3 separate regions of the Mus musculus genome follow, and regions 1 and 2 are each linked to region 3. Evidence: chromatin contacts called from public Hi-C and HiChIP or PLAC-seq data. All regions are on one chromosome and are shown on one strand. The core of a region is the stretch at or near the end of the contact, and the rest is flanking DNA. Distances in the headings are between cores, read along the strand shown.

Evidence for each region. A called contact is a pair of places that touch in the nucleus more often than the background predicts. HiChIP or PLAC-seq counts read pairs in DNA pulled down with a chosen protein or histone mark.
Region 1: a Hi-C map of liver shows a contact between it and region 3, with 2.6 times the contacts expected there. The contact joins the enhancer-like site here to the promoter of A430010J10Rik in region 3. A contact is called at or near these places in 30 of 484 Hi-C or Micro-C datasets (the C2C12 cell line, Sertoli cells, brown adipocytes and 12 more) and 11 of 115 datasets of contacts at active chromatin or transcription factors (CD8 T cells, bone marrow-derived macrophages, embryonic stem cells and 1 more).
Region 2: an H3K27ac HiChIP or PLAC-seq map of embryonic stem cells shows a contact between it and region 3, with 14 read pairs. The contact joins the enhancer-like site here to the promoter of A430010J10Rik in region 3. A contact is called at or near these places in 2 of 484 Hi-C or Micro-C datasets (double positive thymocytes and muscle stem cells) and 4 of 115 datasets of contacts at active chromatin or transcription factors (bone marrow-derived macrophages, embryonic stem cells and microglia).

The regions. Positions count from the first base shown.
Region 1 is chr6:67,106,413-67,111,097 of GRCm38.p6, forward strand. No RefSeq gene overlaps it. Among named protein-coding and RNA genes, the nearest start is that of Gm29928, 17 kb to the left of the region's middle. Within about 2 kb of position 2,004, at least 13 of the 459 cell types and tissues checked have an H3K27ac peak or open chromatin away from gene starts, as enhancers often do. A contact at or near this core is called in liver and uterus, where this site is marked.
Region 2 is chr6:67,218,554-67,223,000 of GRCm38.p6, forward strand. No RefSeq gene overlaps it. Among named protein-coding and RNA genes, the nearest start is that of Gm38825, 34 kb to the left of the region's middle. Within about 2 kb of position 1,593, at least 8 of the 459 cell types and tissues checked have an H3K27ac peak or open chromatin away from gene starts, as enhancers often do. A contact at or near this core is called in embryonic stem cells, where this site is marked.
Region 3 is chr6:67,155,143-67,159,849 of GRCm38.p6, forward strand. A430010J10Rik (a long non-coding RNA gene) reads left to right here and starts at 2,659. Exons shown (of 3, transcript XR_001785271.1): 1 at 2,659-3,158; 2 at 3,690-4,707.

The DNA of each region.
Region 1 (4,685 bases), core at 754-3,253, 49 kb before region 3:
TTTCTTTCTTTCTTTCTTTCTTTCTTTCTTTCTTTCTTCCTTCCTTCCTTCCTTCCTTCCTCTCTCTCTCTCTCTCTCTCTCTCTCTCTCTTTCTTTCTTTCTTATAGCTTTAGACTTAATCTTTATTCACATAATTTTGGGGTGCTAGAAAGTAAAAGCTGTCAACTTAGGTTTTCTTCACCTCTTGCCAGGATTGTGGTAAATCTCACTACCCTGTGCCATGACTCAGAGCACTGGCATTGACTGTTGCCCATTCACCTGTCTCCTGGGCTTCTTGCCAGGCACCCAGTGTCTGGGTTTCTTGTGAGACATTAAGTGACCAAGTAGAACTATGGCACCAGTCCCCATGGGCTTCAATGTCCTGTCCCATTGACCACTGAGACCTAACAGGGACTCTGCCACCTCCATGCCTCCCCAGGTCAAGTGGGATCTTCCCTTTCTGTGCGCCAGGATGGAACGTGGGAGGTTTCTCTTTCTGAGTTTCTCTGATGGTTAGTTGCTGTGAACATTTACTTCTGGGGACTTCCTCTAATGCTCGGTGTGGGGAAGGGCACAGCACCCCTACCTCCGGGCTTCCCAGAGTTTCTGGACAGTTCTAGCCCCCAGGAATCCTTGTTCTGAAACCATCTCACCCATAGGATTTGGTTTGTTTGGTCTGATTTGGTTTTTGCTTTTTGAGACAGTGTCTTTCTACATGCACCTGACTGTCCTGGAACTCACCATGAAGACCAGTCTGGCCTCCAAATCACAGAGATCTATCTGCTCGTGCCTCGTGAGTGCTGGGATTAAAGGTGTGCCCCATCATGCTGGGCCTCTCAGCCCTGCTCTTACTAGCCTTTCCTATCATTGGGGATGCCTATCTATTGTCTCTATTTCTGACCAGGCTTGGGCTTGAAAACATCAAAACCAGAAAGGGGTTGCAGGCCCCATGCCTTTCTCCTTAATAACTCTGTCCCTGAGGCCTGAGCATTCTGCCCCAGTGGGAAATATCATGAAAGTGAAAAAATAAATTTTTTGTAAAAGTCTATCATCCTAACTTGTTTCAGTGAACGTATAAACCAGTAAGTGAATCGTGCCCAGGTTCCTTGGGAGATCCTAGCTAGCTTCCTGGAGCCCACACCTACATGCTCAGTAGGGGATCAGAACCCCTATACTTATTCTTCACGGACAGCATAGTGACTATGCTCCTGGTCCCCAAGCCTAACTCGAGTCACTGTTCTCTCTGTGCTCTCAAGCATGGCTATGGTGCTAAAGAGAGCTCATTCATGCCTGCAACGGTTGTAGTTAATATTCTACATGGTTGGCCTCCTTCCTACCTGGAACTGGTGCTTACACATGCAGTGAAACCTTTGTCACTCACTACTTGGGTGACCTTGGCTGACTTTGCCATTCCCTGCTTCCTTTTCCTAGTAGGTAAAACGGAATGGTTTTTAAAGATATGTAACACCCATAGCTGGGTTGCTATGAAGTCTTAACTAACAAGCTTGTAAGCCTCTAGTGGACCTGACAGTGGTGCTGTGGTGGATTAGCTATGGCTGCTGTTGGCTTGAGCTGGCTCCCTTTTGTCTCACCTTCCTAGAGAAGAGACTGGATGTTTGCTAAGAAGCCTCACTGCAGCAGAGTGGACTCCCCTGATAGGAGTCATCCAACTGAAGGCCTCTCCTGAGGTCCATCACAGATTCATAGTGTACTAACCACTCATCAATAACATGTAGGATATCAAGCTCGAGCAGGACAGCCTATACCCCAGACATCTAATTGAGAGAGAGGCAGACGGGAACAGGATACAAAAGAATGGTGATGGCAACAGCTAACACACTGGGTTCAAGGAGGCACAGAATCAGGGAGGGTATTGTTTCCTTACTTATTTGTGTGTTACTGTTGTCTTCTCAGCCTTCACCTTTTCCAAAAAGGGGTTTAAAGGAATCAGGTAGAAATTCTGCCCAAGAGGGCATCTGTGACCTTGGCTCAGGCCTTGGCTCAGGCCTCAGGCGGTTGACACTAGGTGCCAGAAGGTCAGGGATTGTTGGGGCTCAGGGGACAGCATGTGCCAGGGCAGCACTGTGTGGATACCCAGGTATGGATGTTTCTTTCCCAAGAGAGGACATGGCTGCTCAGTCATAGCTGTCTTCCCACCCCCTCCAACTCCCCCAACCCAGTCACCTTCAGGTTTCTATTTGAACTTGCTATCTTAACAAGCTAAAGCTTGTTTCCTAACTACTAGTCTCAGATCAAAAGGACAGACTGCTACATTCCAGGAACCATAAGAGATGAAGAGGAATAACAGGGTCATGCCCCCTTAATAAAAGTTAAAATATGCATGCTGTATACCAGAAACTAATATTTTAAAATACTCTAAATTCTGGGCTAGAGATTGGTCAATGTTTAAGAGACTAGCAGCTCTTCAAGAGGACCTGTGTTCTGTTCTCAGCACCCATATGCTGCCTTACAACCATCTATAACTCCAATTCCAGGTGATCTAGTGCCCTCTCTGGCCTTTTTGGCACTCCGTGCATGTGGTACATACCTATGCATTCGGACAAAACACTAACGTACCTAAAATTTAAAACAAAAATCTTTAAAATACTCAAAATTGACCATTTTCCAATTCTTTACTATTATGTACCCAATGGCTGTTGATATCTAACATCCCTGGTAGAAACTGTTGTGATTATAAAAAGATAAAGGGGGTCTAAGAATATGTTCTTAGAGGGTTCTGTAAGGTATGGGGGGAAAAGGGTACCTCAGAGGGCCCATGCCAAGGCATCCCCCTCCCCGAGGAACCAGCCACACAATGGTATAGTATAGAATAGAGTTTATTCAGGGCATGGGGAGGGGAGTTAAGAGGGTAATAGAGGCAGAGAAAGGCAGTGAGGGGAGATAGTAGAGGCCAGCCATGACCCTGGGGAGAGAGGGGGGAAAGGAAAGGGGCAAGAGAGAGGCAAGCTGGAAGCAGTAGTAAGAGAGAGAAAGGAGGGGGCAAGCAGCCCCTTTCATAGTGTGGGCCAAGCCTACCTGGCTGTTTCCAGTTAACTGTGGAGTGTGGAGATTAGACAGAATGCTAAAAGAAACACTGCAGAGTGCTATTCCATGGTACACTTCTTTACAATTCTCCCTTGAGGCCAGCTTCATCATGGCATTGCCAATGTAGGCATATTTACATCCCTGAAATTGGTCATTGCTACAAATCAGACCTTTGTCAGTTATTTCCTTGTACCAGCACACCACTGAAAAATCATGTCACTTAAAGCTGTAGCCACCTACTCCCTCCATTCCCATGTACTCTGATTTGTTCTCTTATGAACATACTACTTTTAAAATGTGTTTCCTTGCTTAGTGTCCTTATTCCTTGTAAGCTCTATGAGGCCAAAGTTTGGGGTTTTTTTTATTTAATTTTTGCTTTGGTTGTTTTTTTCCCCCTGACTGTGAGGCTTTTCTTGTGACCCCAGTACCCAGAAGAGTGACTAAAATAGAGATAAATTTGAATCCCATGAATGTTGGCAAGTGCTGATCCTGTGTGTAAAACTGCTGTGGTCAGCATTTTTCCACAGTCTTCCCAAGCCCCCGTGGACTCCTTCCTGACTCGTAGGCTGACCTCATTTGCAGTCACTCTCTCTCCATCCCTCCACCATGGGTCACAGCCAGCGAGTTAGTTCTTTTTGAGTGTGCTCCTAAAGAGACCAGTACTTGGAGGGCAGAGGGTGACAGATGTCTGTGAGTTCAGGATCAGCCTGGTCTACATAGAAATTTCCGGGATAGCTAGAACCACACAGTGAGACCCTGGCTCAAAACAAAAATAAAAACAAAACAAAAAACAAAACAAAACAAAGCCATGTCCATAGGATTTCTTGTCACTTAGCAGCTTTTGTCTCAGCCCTGAAAGGGCTCAGCACATGGACATGAATGTTACTGAGATGCCTGCTCCCAAATGGTCCTGGAGCAATAGCACCTACAACACCTGAAATGAATTAGATGTGAAGTCATTGACTCCGAGGCAGGCACACTGGAACAGACCCTCTGGAGATGGGGCCCAGGAACCTGTTTTTTGAGATTCTTTCTGGTGGTTCCAGGCACAACAGTTTAGGACCCACTGACCTAAGCTCTAGAGTCATGCTAAGGTAATGGCTCTTGGCTGGGGCTGCTGTGTACTCCAAGTGACATTTGGCAGTGTCTGAAAACATTTTTAGTGGTTGTAACTGAGCAGGACCCACTGGCATCTGTAATACAGAAGCCAAGAAGGCTGCTGAGAGAAGAACATAAACCCTGCTGCCCTCAAGAGTAACTAAATGTCAGTCATGTGGGGTTGGAGGGTTGTATGGTGTCTCTTGCTGCTTCTGTGCATCAAGCTAGCCCTCTCTTCTTCCCTAGAACACATTTATGACATAAAGAGTTAAATATCACTAGTGACAAAATACTCAGGTGACCCACAATCAAAACCATGGGGAGAATGGGTGAGTTGGGATCCAACAGGGTGGGTGACAGGGACACCTCTCACGGTAGTACATGCTACATTTCTTCTAGTGTGTTAGCAATACCATCTCATGTGATCCCTGGGGCACCTTCCAGTGGACACTGTTTTCGACATTTTACATATGCAGTACTGAAGTTCAGAGATGTCCAACAACTTGTCTGAGTTTGCACAGGTAGAGAGGAATTTGGACCCAGAGCGCTGTTCTCCAAAACC
Region 2 (4,447 bases), core at 343-2,842, 62 kb after region 3:
AGGGAACATGGCACCACACATGATGCTGGAGAAGTGAGAGTTTTACATGTTGATCTGCAAGCAGCAAGGAAATACTGTGTACCACACTGGGTGTAGTTTGAACATAGGAGACCTCAAAGCCTCACCTCCACAGCAACACATTTCCTCCAACAAGGCCACACCCACTCCAACAAGGTCACATCTCCTAATAGCACAACTCCCTATGGGCCAAGCATTCAAACCCTTGAATCTATGGGGCTATACCTATTCAAACTACCACAGTTATCATGGTAATGGTGTTTTTTCCACAGCAATAAACCCTAAGACAGAAGTTGGTACCAGGTATTGGGGTATTGCTGCAATAGGCCTGTCCTTGCTTTCATTTGAAGGAATGTGGATGTTGGTGCACTGAGTTAGAAAAGCAGCTGAATGCTTTCTTTAAGCACAGCTTAACAGGCCATACCAGTAGAAGCATGGAAGCCTGAGGGTGATTTGAACTGGGGGCCTGGCTCAAAAAGTTCAGAGAAGAATTTTAGTATGTTGCCTAAAGATCATTCTTGTGATGTTTTGATGAGGAATATCTGCTTTTTTTTTTTTTTTTTTTTTTTTTGCCTTTGTCTGCCTGAGGCTCAGGTGAGAAGATTTAGATTAATTTTGCATCGGCAAAGGAAATCTCAAAATGGTCTAGTACAGACTTTGTCCTGTGCTTCACTCTTATGAAGAGTATTTAGATGAAACAGAGCAAGCTGAGCAAGGAAAAATACAAAATGTATGGTTCAAGGATGAAAGTGGCACCAGGAGGTAGAATGAAACTAAATCCTGTGTTCAAGGAGATAAACAGATTAAAGACATTAAGTAGAATTAAGGGAGAGGTGACTTCAGGACTCTATCCCACCCAGCTAAGCATTCAATTTGTGGAAAGGAATTAAAGAAAAGCTTAGGTCTAAGCATGGGTGGTATACACCTTTAATCCCAGAACTATGGAGACAGAGGCAAGCAGATCTCTGAGTTCAAAGCCAACCTGACCTACAGAGCAAACTCTGTGACTGCCAATGTTAAGCAGAGACGGAAACCATCAAAACTGAAAGCTGGTGAAGATGTAATTGAATGATGGGGTCATGTTTCAGCCCCAGCAAGCAACAGAACTTGGTAGCTTCAGTCACATGGTTCTGGCTTTAGAATCAAGGAGAGAAGAAAGGGATTATGAAATTTTCTTCTGTAACTACGGAAAGCTGCTGCAACTAGGGATGTGTCTGCAGACTACAGTTAAGAGATTATGTGAATCTCAGAAGAGACTTTAAACTCTGGACTTTTAAACATTGTTGAGTCTATGACAGACTATGGGGATTTTTAAAGTTGGACTAAATGCATTTTGCATTATGTTATGGCTACAAGCGTACGGGGACTAGGGAGTGGAGTGTGTTAGTTTGAATGGGCATGTCCCCATAGATTCATATGTTTAAATGTGAGGAGCTGGTGTGGCCGCGGCCCCAAGATGGCGCCCAGGACTGCTGCCAAGTCTTATGACTGTCACCTGACTTCCTCATATCTCAAGATAGCCACGTACCTTGAGCTGCATTGCACAGATGCACCACGACATAAGATCGGATGATGTGACGAATGCAGTCCTGAGCCAATGAACTGTGCCTATGTGGACTGGGGTGAGGGGGAGTGGACTGGAGGGGATAAAGGGGAATGGCCGAGAGAGGTCGGGGCATTCTTTTTCCTGCACATTGTGAAGTTTCTGAATAAACTGCCTTGAGAAGGACGTCGGTTTCGTCGCTTCTTTTCTGCTGGTCGGAGACGGTAGCGACATTTGAATGCTTGGTCATAGAGAATGACACTGTTAGGAGGTGTGGCCTTACTGAAGGAAGTGTGTCACTGTGAAGGCAGGCTTTGAGGTTATATGTGCTCAAGCTAATTCCAGTATAAGATACAATCTCCTTCTGATGTCTTCTGATCAAGATGTAAAACTATCAGCTCCTTCTTCAGGACCATGCCTGCCTTCTCTCTGCCATGTTTCCTGCCATGACAGTAATGGACTACATCTCAGAAGCTGTAAGCCACCCCTAATTAAATGTTGTCCTTTATAAGAGTTGCCTTGATCGTAAAAGTTGCCTTGATCATGGTGTCTTTTCACAGCAATAAAATCCTAAAACAGACAGATAGATATTTAAAAGTGTATGAGATGTCTTATCTAATGTAATCCAGTCTGATCTCTGAAACAAGCTAGCATCCCTAAGTTCTATGTCTGTTCAGCACACAGACCACATGCTGCAGACACAGAGGTCAACCTTCAACCAGATAGGAATTCACAATAAGGATCTGCAAGCCAGGAAGTGTGGTGCATGCCTTTAATCCCAGCACTGGGAGGTGGATCTCTGTCAGTTTGAGGCCAGCCTGATCTATAGAGTGAATTCTAGGATAGCCAGGGCTACACAAGGAAACCCTGTGGGGAAGGGGAGGGGCTGATCTGATTTTCTACACAAGTAACTTATCAGCTTGCTTAAAGACAATCTAAATGAATTTTCCCCATTCCATGTTTCTTTGGTTTTTCCATTTTCCCTCTTTTCCCCCAAGGATAAGAACATGGCAGCAGTGGGTTCGCTCAACTGACTACTACATGGTTATGCTAGTGTTTTATTAATTCAAAAGCACTTTACAAGAAAATACAAATATGGCTTCTAATAGGAATGCTATACCTGGACTTGATACCAAGTTCACAGATTTGTGTGCAAGAGAAAACAGGCTTTTAAGTTAAACAACAATTTGCAACCAAAACTTTAACCCAAGGATTCTCACAAACATATTTCAAATGACAGTATGAAAATAAATCTTGCACGGTAACTCAAAAGTTCAACTCTACAATGTACAGCAGCTCCTCAACCAGGAGGGAACCGCTTTGAAAACCTTCTGGGTGCCGTTCCTACCCTTTCCCTGTTGCCTTGTGTTCACAGCAGCCTCTAAAGACTGCTTATCAATTCATCCACAGGACCACACCGTGTCTCAGCTACTAGAGGAACTACAGCTTTAGTCAAACTCCGCCAGAGGTTTCTATATCATCAGTACATCACACTTTAACTGGGCAGAGTCTGGGTTTATTTCAGAAAAACTAAAGTTCAAAGCAAATTCAATCTTGCTCAAGGGAACATCGTAAAGTAACAATTCTTGCTATCGTATGTCTCATATAATCCATTCGAAACTATAATCATATTGTTTTGCGTGTCACTTTTCTGAAAGACAAAACAAATTTGAACAACTAGAACATCTTTAAAATGTACCAAGCTTATCTCAAAACTTTAATTTCTTATACATACTCCTGTCAATGAAAGTACTTCTTGTACACCACTTCCTTTGCAAACTGGTCTTTTATTTCTTTCATTTGACCTAAATCAGCTATGAGACCTTGAGAAGGATCCAGAGATGGCTTGTGATTTCTCTTACTAGATGGAGACCTGTCTCTTTTATCTCTAGAAAGTGACCTGCTGGGGGCTGGTGAGATGGCTCAGTGGTTAAGAGCGCCGACTGCTCTTCCAAAGGTCCTGAGTTCAAATCCCAGCAACCACATGGTGGCTCACAACCATCCGAAACAAAATCTGATGCCCTCTTCTGGAGTGTCTGAGGACAGCTACAGTGTACTTACATATAATAAGTAAATAAACCTTAAAAAAAAAAAAAAAGAAAGAAAAAAGAAAGTGACCTGCTCTGGCTTTGGTAGAACCTTCTCCTTCTTGGAGATCTGTGCTCAGGTGGAGTCATCCTCCTGCGGTGATCACATCAAGGGCAGCAACGCCAAGAGAGAGGCGGGCCATAATTTCCACTTCCCTTTTCAGCAGCAGCAGCATCTCAAATTTGAGGGATCTTCAAATTCAATGAAGGCAAAGCCAGGAGGGTTTTGAGCAGTCCACACACTTCAGAGTGGTCCATAATACCCAAAAGCCTGGTATAATTCAGTCTTGTTCCCATTGTTTCCAAGATTCCTATATAAACCTTACAGTTTACAGGACAGGAATCACTATTTCATTTCAAGATCCTGGGTCCAAAAGACCAAAGCTCAAATTCTAACACTCTGACAGGTCCGCCCAGCTCCCCTCTGGGTCTGCTCTCACATACGTTCTCCACTTGCGGCGTCCACGAAATGCCTCCACTTTCCCCCTTTAACTTTAACATCTTTCTTATTTCCTGATGGTAAAACAAATACATATTTGTTTGTTTGATTTTTAAAGTTAAATAGTTCAATATAATAGTTAAAATATTGGCAGCACTCCATATAACTCCAAGATAAACATTTTCACTTGTGGTATTTAGAAGCCTATTAATTGAGTAGAGGAAATAAGATTATTTGAATTAAAACCCAGCACTTTGGATCTGTCATCAACTCAACCCTTGTTCTGCCATATATTCTCAGAAGAAAAATATCTCAGCATGGATAATCAAGTTCATATCAGTTACTTTACCCTAAGGCTGT
Region 3 (4,707 bases), core at 1,409-3,908:
CCCGCTGAGCCATCTCACCAGCCCCCGAGCTATTTTTTTTTAAAGATTCATTTATTTATTTATTCTATGTAAGTACACTGCAGCTGTCTTCAGACACTCCAGAAGAGGGAGTCAGATCTTGTTACGGATGGTTGTGAGTCACCATGTGGTTGCTGAGATTTGAACTCAGAACCTTTGGAAGAGCAGTCGGTGCTCTTAACCGCTGAGCCATCTCTCCAGCCCCTGAGCTATACTCTTAACCTCATAAATGTTTTTCTTAATAATAAATTTAAAAAAAAAAAGAGCATCAGCTAAGGCTGTGCCTTTGACTGTGAATTTTCCTTCATCAGTTGGGACTAGAAGCAATGGTACCTGGCCACTGGTCAAGGGAGACAGTCATCAGGAGAAGAACACAGCTTGGATCAACCTGGCACATGAGATCCATTTACTGTGCTTTGGTGAAGAGTGCTAGGAGCCACAACCACGAGTCTAAGCTTCCAATTGCACCTCTCAGGTAGAGGGCATTTGTTGCCAGGAGAATTCTCGGGATCATTGAGACATTTAATAATGTGCTTAACAGCAGTAAAAACCAAGACAAATTTATGTGATTACAGTACATTTGCTAAACTCAATAGGTCATTCTAGCTCACTGGTTATTGGCATAAGCTGAATCCAAGTCTCCATTCCACCCACTTCTTGCTTCCAATTCAGCCACAGAAAGTAATCTACTCCCTAACAGCATGCCAAGTGCTATGCTTGGTGTTGGAGCCCTGCAATGGTCAAGACCATTTCAACAGTTGGATCCCTCCACTTCATCTCCTAGAAGATATCTACCATTGCTTTTTCCTTCTTTCTAAGCTTTGAGTTTCTAGAGGATTAACTTCACAATAGCTTGGAATTGGAGTAGGAATCTCTATGGCTCCTGTCTATAGGACTAAGGCCAGCCCATCTAGCACAGAACACTTGTACTAGGCCATGGTGGATGGGTTAGCTACTTCTCTAGTTGCTGTGAGAAAATATTTGACAGAAACAACTTAAGAGAAGAAAGATTTGCTTTGCCAATGGTGTCAGAGGCTCAGTCTATCATAGCAAAGAGGAACAGTGGCTGGGACAGATATGTCCTGGGTGGAGGGATTGTAACAACAGGAAACAGAAAAAAAAAAAAAAACCAAAAAACCAGAAGCAGGGCAGACTATAATTGTCAAGCGCCTATGTTCAATGGTTAGGCCCCATATTAATTTGTCCCAGAACTTCCCAGAACCTGCTGGGGACCTGCTGGGGACCAAGTGCTCAAACATTGTGATACACATCAAACCAATGACTTTCACCTAGCAGGTAAACCAGGCTCTCTGTGGAGAGCGACTCTGGCTACCTCTGCCTCACCTGTTCCTAGATTTCCTTATTGGCCTTGCTCAAACAACTCTTTACCTAGAAGTTTCCAGGGATCTATCAGGTTCCCTGGTCTCTTCTTTTTGTATTTAAACTTCTGATCCTCCTGCCTCTACTCTGAAGTGTCGAGATTACAGATGTATGTCATCAAGCCCAAACAGTGTGGCAATTTTCGTTTTACACCTTCAATAGTAGTGTGCCTTGTAGCCACACAGAGGTCTAATGTTTGAGCTGGAGAAGCAATCAGCTTTTCAGTTTTTCTGTTAAGGGAACTTGATACTGTAGGTAAGAGCCACTAAAAGATGTAACAGAAGGAGGTAACATGACACAGTTCTTCTGAGAACTGCCTGGTCTCCTGTCAGTGAGAATAAGATAGCTCGCTAGCCAAATTGAACCAACTGGTTTGAGGGGGGGGGGCGCGTTGGTGGGAGTACAAGAATCCCAACTCTTCCTTTAAGGCATGGAGATCTTCAGTTTCCTGTGCAGTGGCCTAGGAGCATCGTGTCCAGAGACTAAATCTCTCTGAGATCTCAGGACCTCTGCATTCTGTTCTCATTCTCAAGAGTAGATATGTCTCTGTTGGTTTTCTCTGCCTAAAACTCGTCCCTCAGGCAACCAGACAAACCAAGAGCACAGGTTGTGTGTTCATTGGATGACAGACTGGACAAAAGCTGTCAGGGAGAAAGCGAATCCTCTAAGAGAGACCAATATCTCCTCCAGGGCAAGGGAACACAGAAGCCAAGGTATGACCCGAAAGCCAGCTGATTTGTTTGTGGTGAGAGAATCAGCTTCGACACTGCTAAAAGTTCATACTGGCCAGACCAACGTGTTCTCGCCCTGTTGAAAAGTCCATTCCTACAAAGCCAAATTATTCAAAGGAGACTTGGTGAACAAGTGTTAAATGAAATGTGTTCCCCAGCTTAGTTGTCAATGGAGTTCTCAACCGTTACAGGGATTGCCTTGCCAAAGGACTTCATCATTCAGGTCTGCTGGCCAAGTGTCCTTCTCACCAGAAGACTGATATAAGGCCAGTCCTTGAAGTCTATCATGCTTTTAAGTTTTCATGGCTGGCCAATTTCCTTCTCTCATAATGTTAAACCATTTCCCCCAAGTCACCAAGGATTCATTTAATCCCTTATTGTCACAGACAAACTCAAAGTCATCTACTTAAGAACACATTTAAATACAATTGCCTAGTTTTTAAACAAAAACTTATCCCAACCACTATATATACATACATATACCATATACATATACCATATATATATATATATGCACATATATATATATGTATATACACGTAAAGATATTTCTTATTTACATGTGCTACATGTGTGTTGTTGGCTGCAGAGGGTAGAAGGTGTTAGATTCCCTAGAGCTGGAGTTACTAGAAGTTATGAGCTGCCCCACACAGATGCTGGGAATTCAACTCAGGTCTCTGTAAAAGCAGCAAGTGCCCCTAACCACTGAGCCATCCCTCCACACACAAAACAAAACAAGTCTCGCTATTTAGGTCACTGTATAGGCTGACCTCAAACTTGAGATCCTTCTGCCATTGCTTCCTGGATGCCAGGACTATGATGTACACTGTCACAACAACCCACCTATTATCAGTTGATTTACAAGTTCGTCAAGGTTGCTGGATAACATTTTCTAATGGCTTGCAATGGGAGAAAACAACCTTTTAAATAAGGAGCTTAATTCTCCCCAGGAATCCTGAGTATGGAAACTCTTCCTCCATCTGAGAAGGGAGTAATCTGAAGGGATTAACCTAGTGCCTGGGAAATTGGGTGAGTACATGGGACACAGGAAGAAAAGGGCAGACATTGGAAGGTCTTGGTAGCTTCCAGCCATGGCAGAGTGCTGTTAGGTATAGGTAGCAGAAAGCACTCTACTAGAACACGGAAAACACATCCTTGGTGTGACGTGATGCTGAGTCCCCAGCCCATCTTCGGCACAGATACTCTTCCCCAACGCTCACCTTTGAACTAAATAACGATATTCGTATCTTCTTGGAGGGCAGAATAACAATGCATGAAATCATAGTCCTTTACAAAATGTTCTTGCTTATCCACCCCATTCAGTCGGGCGTCTTAACAGTGGCGGGACTGACTAGTAATCATTTTTTTTTTCTCTCAAACTGTCATAAACATACCAAAACATTGACCTTCATGTGTCTACGTCTGAGATTAACTGCAATAATGAGAAGAGGGAATATAGCAGTGAGACATTAAGAGGAAAGGTGACCCAGTGCGGCTGGTGCTTGTTGAAGCTGGACAGCTGACACAAGGGGTTCACTACGTTGTTTGCTGTACTTTTAGGTCTTCCGGGGTGGAGCTGTGTATTCCTCTGAGCCCTTGTTGTGACATAGAGTGAATAGGGTGAGGAGGAGCCATTCAGCAACTTGGTCTAGCAGGAAGCTCTCCTTCATGACCTGATGGTATCAAGCGCCCCCATGTGGCAAATGTCTAAATCGTCTCTGCCGGCAATAAATGTGAGCAATTGTCTGATCTCTGTGTCGGTGTGGGCGGGGCTGTTGGGGCTGATGAAATCTAGGGCTTTGTGTATAGTAGACAACCGCTACACTTTATCCCCCGTCCTAACTTGTAATTTAAGAAACGTCTTGATTTTGTTTTGTTTTGTTTTTAAACATTTGTCTATAGATCAGCCTTGGTTATTATGTTTCTGACACACTGCTTCAAATCTGCGGCATCATTTCAACTTCCATAACACTTGACTGCTAATTTGTGATTATCTGCTTATTAATCTGATAAATTCTTCTTCCCTTCTCGTCTCTTTTTCAAATGGACTAGAAGGAAGGAGGAAGAGAGGGAAAGAGAACAGAAAAGAAAGGAGGAAAGAGAGAATTAGACTCTTCTCCCTTCCCCTACCCCAATGTTCATGCTATGTCATATGTGGATTAGCAAGAACCATTGTCTCATCTTCTGCCATTGTTAAGTAATTAGCATGTCCGTGCCATTAGACCCTGTTGGAAACTAACTTCTGCCACTTGAGCTTGTCATTTTACTTCCCAGAATATTTCCCCTTTATCTGTAGCATAAGAGTGGCAACACTAACCTGGCCTCTGCAGGGTCACAGTAGGGTCATGCTAAATGGTATTGGAGAAAGCCCATAGACTCCCACAAAGCCCCGTGTTGGGGGAGCATGGTGCTGGAAACACTGTTACAGCAGCTGGCCTCCCTCCTGACCCAACTGCCTGCAAAGGTAACTGAAGTCCACTTAAAAGAGAAGGGCTTTACGATTCTCCTAGTTAGCTGACCTATTTATGAGCGCAAAGCCCAGCAAAGATGGTCTTTTCTTATAGTTTTATTTCAAAAA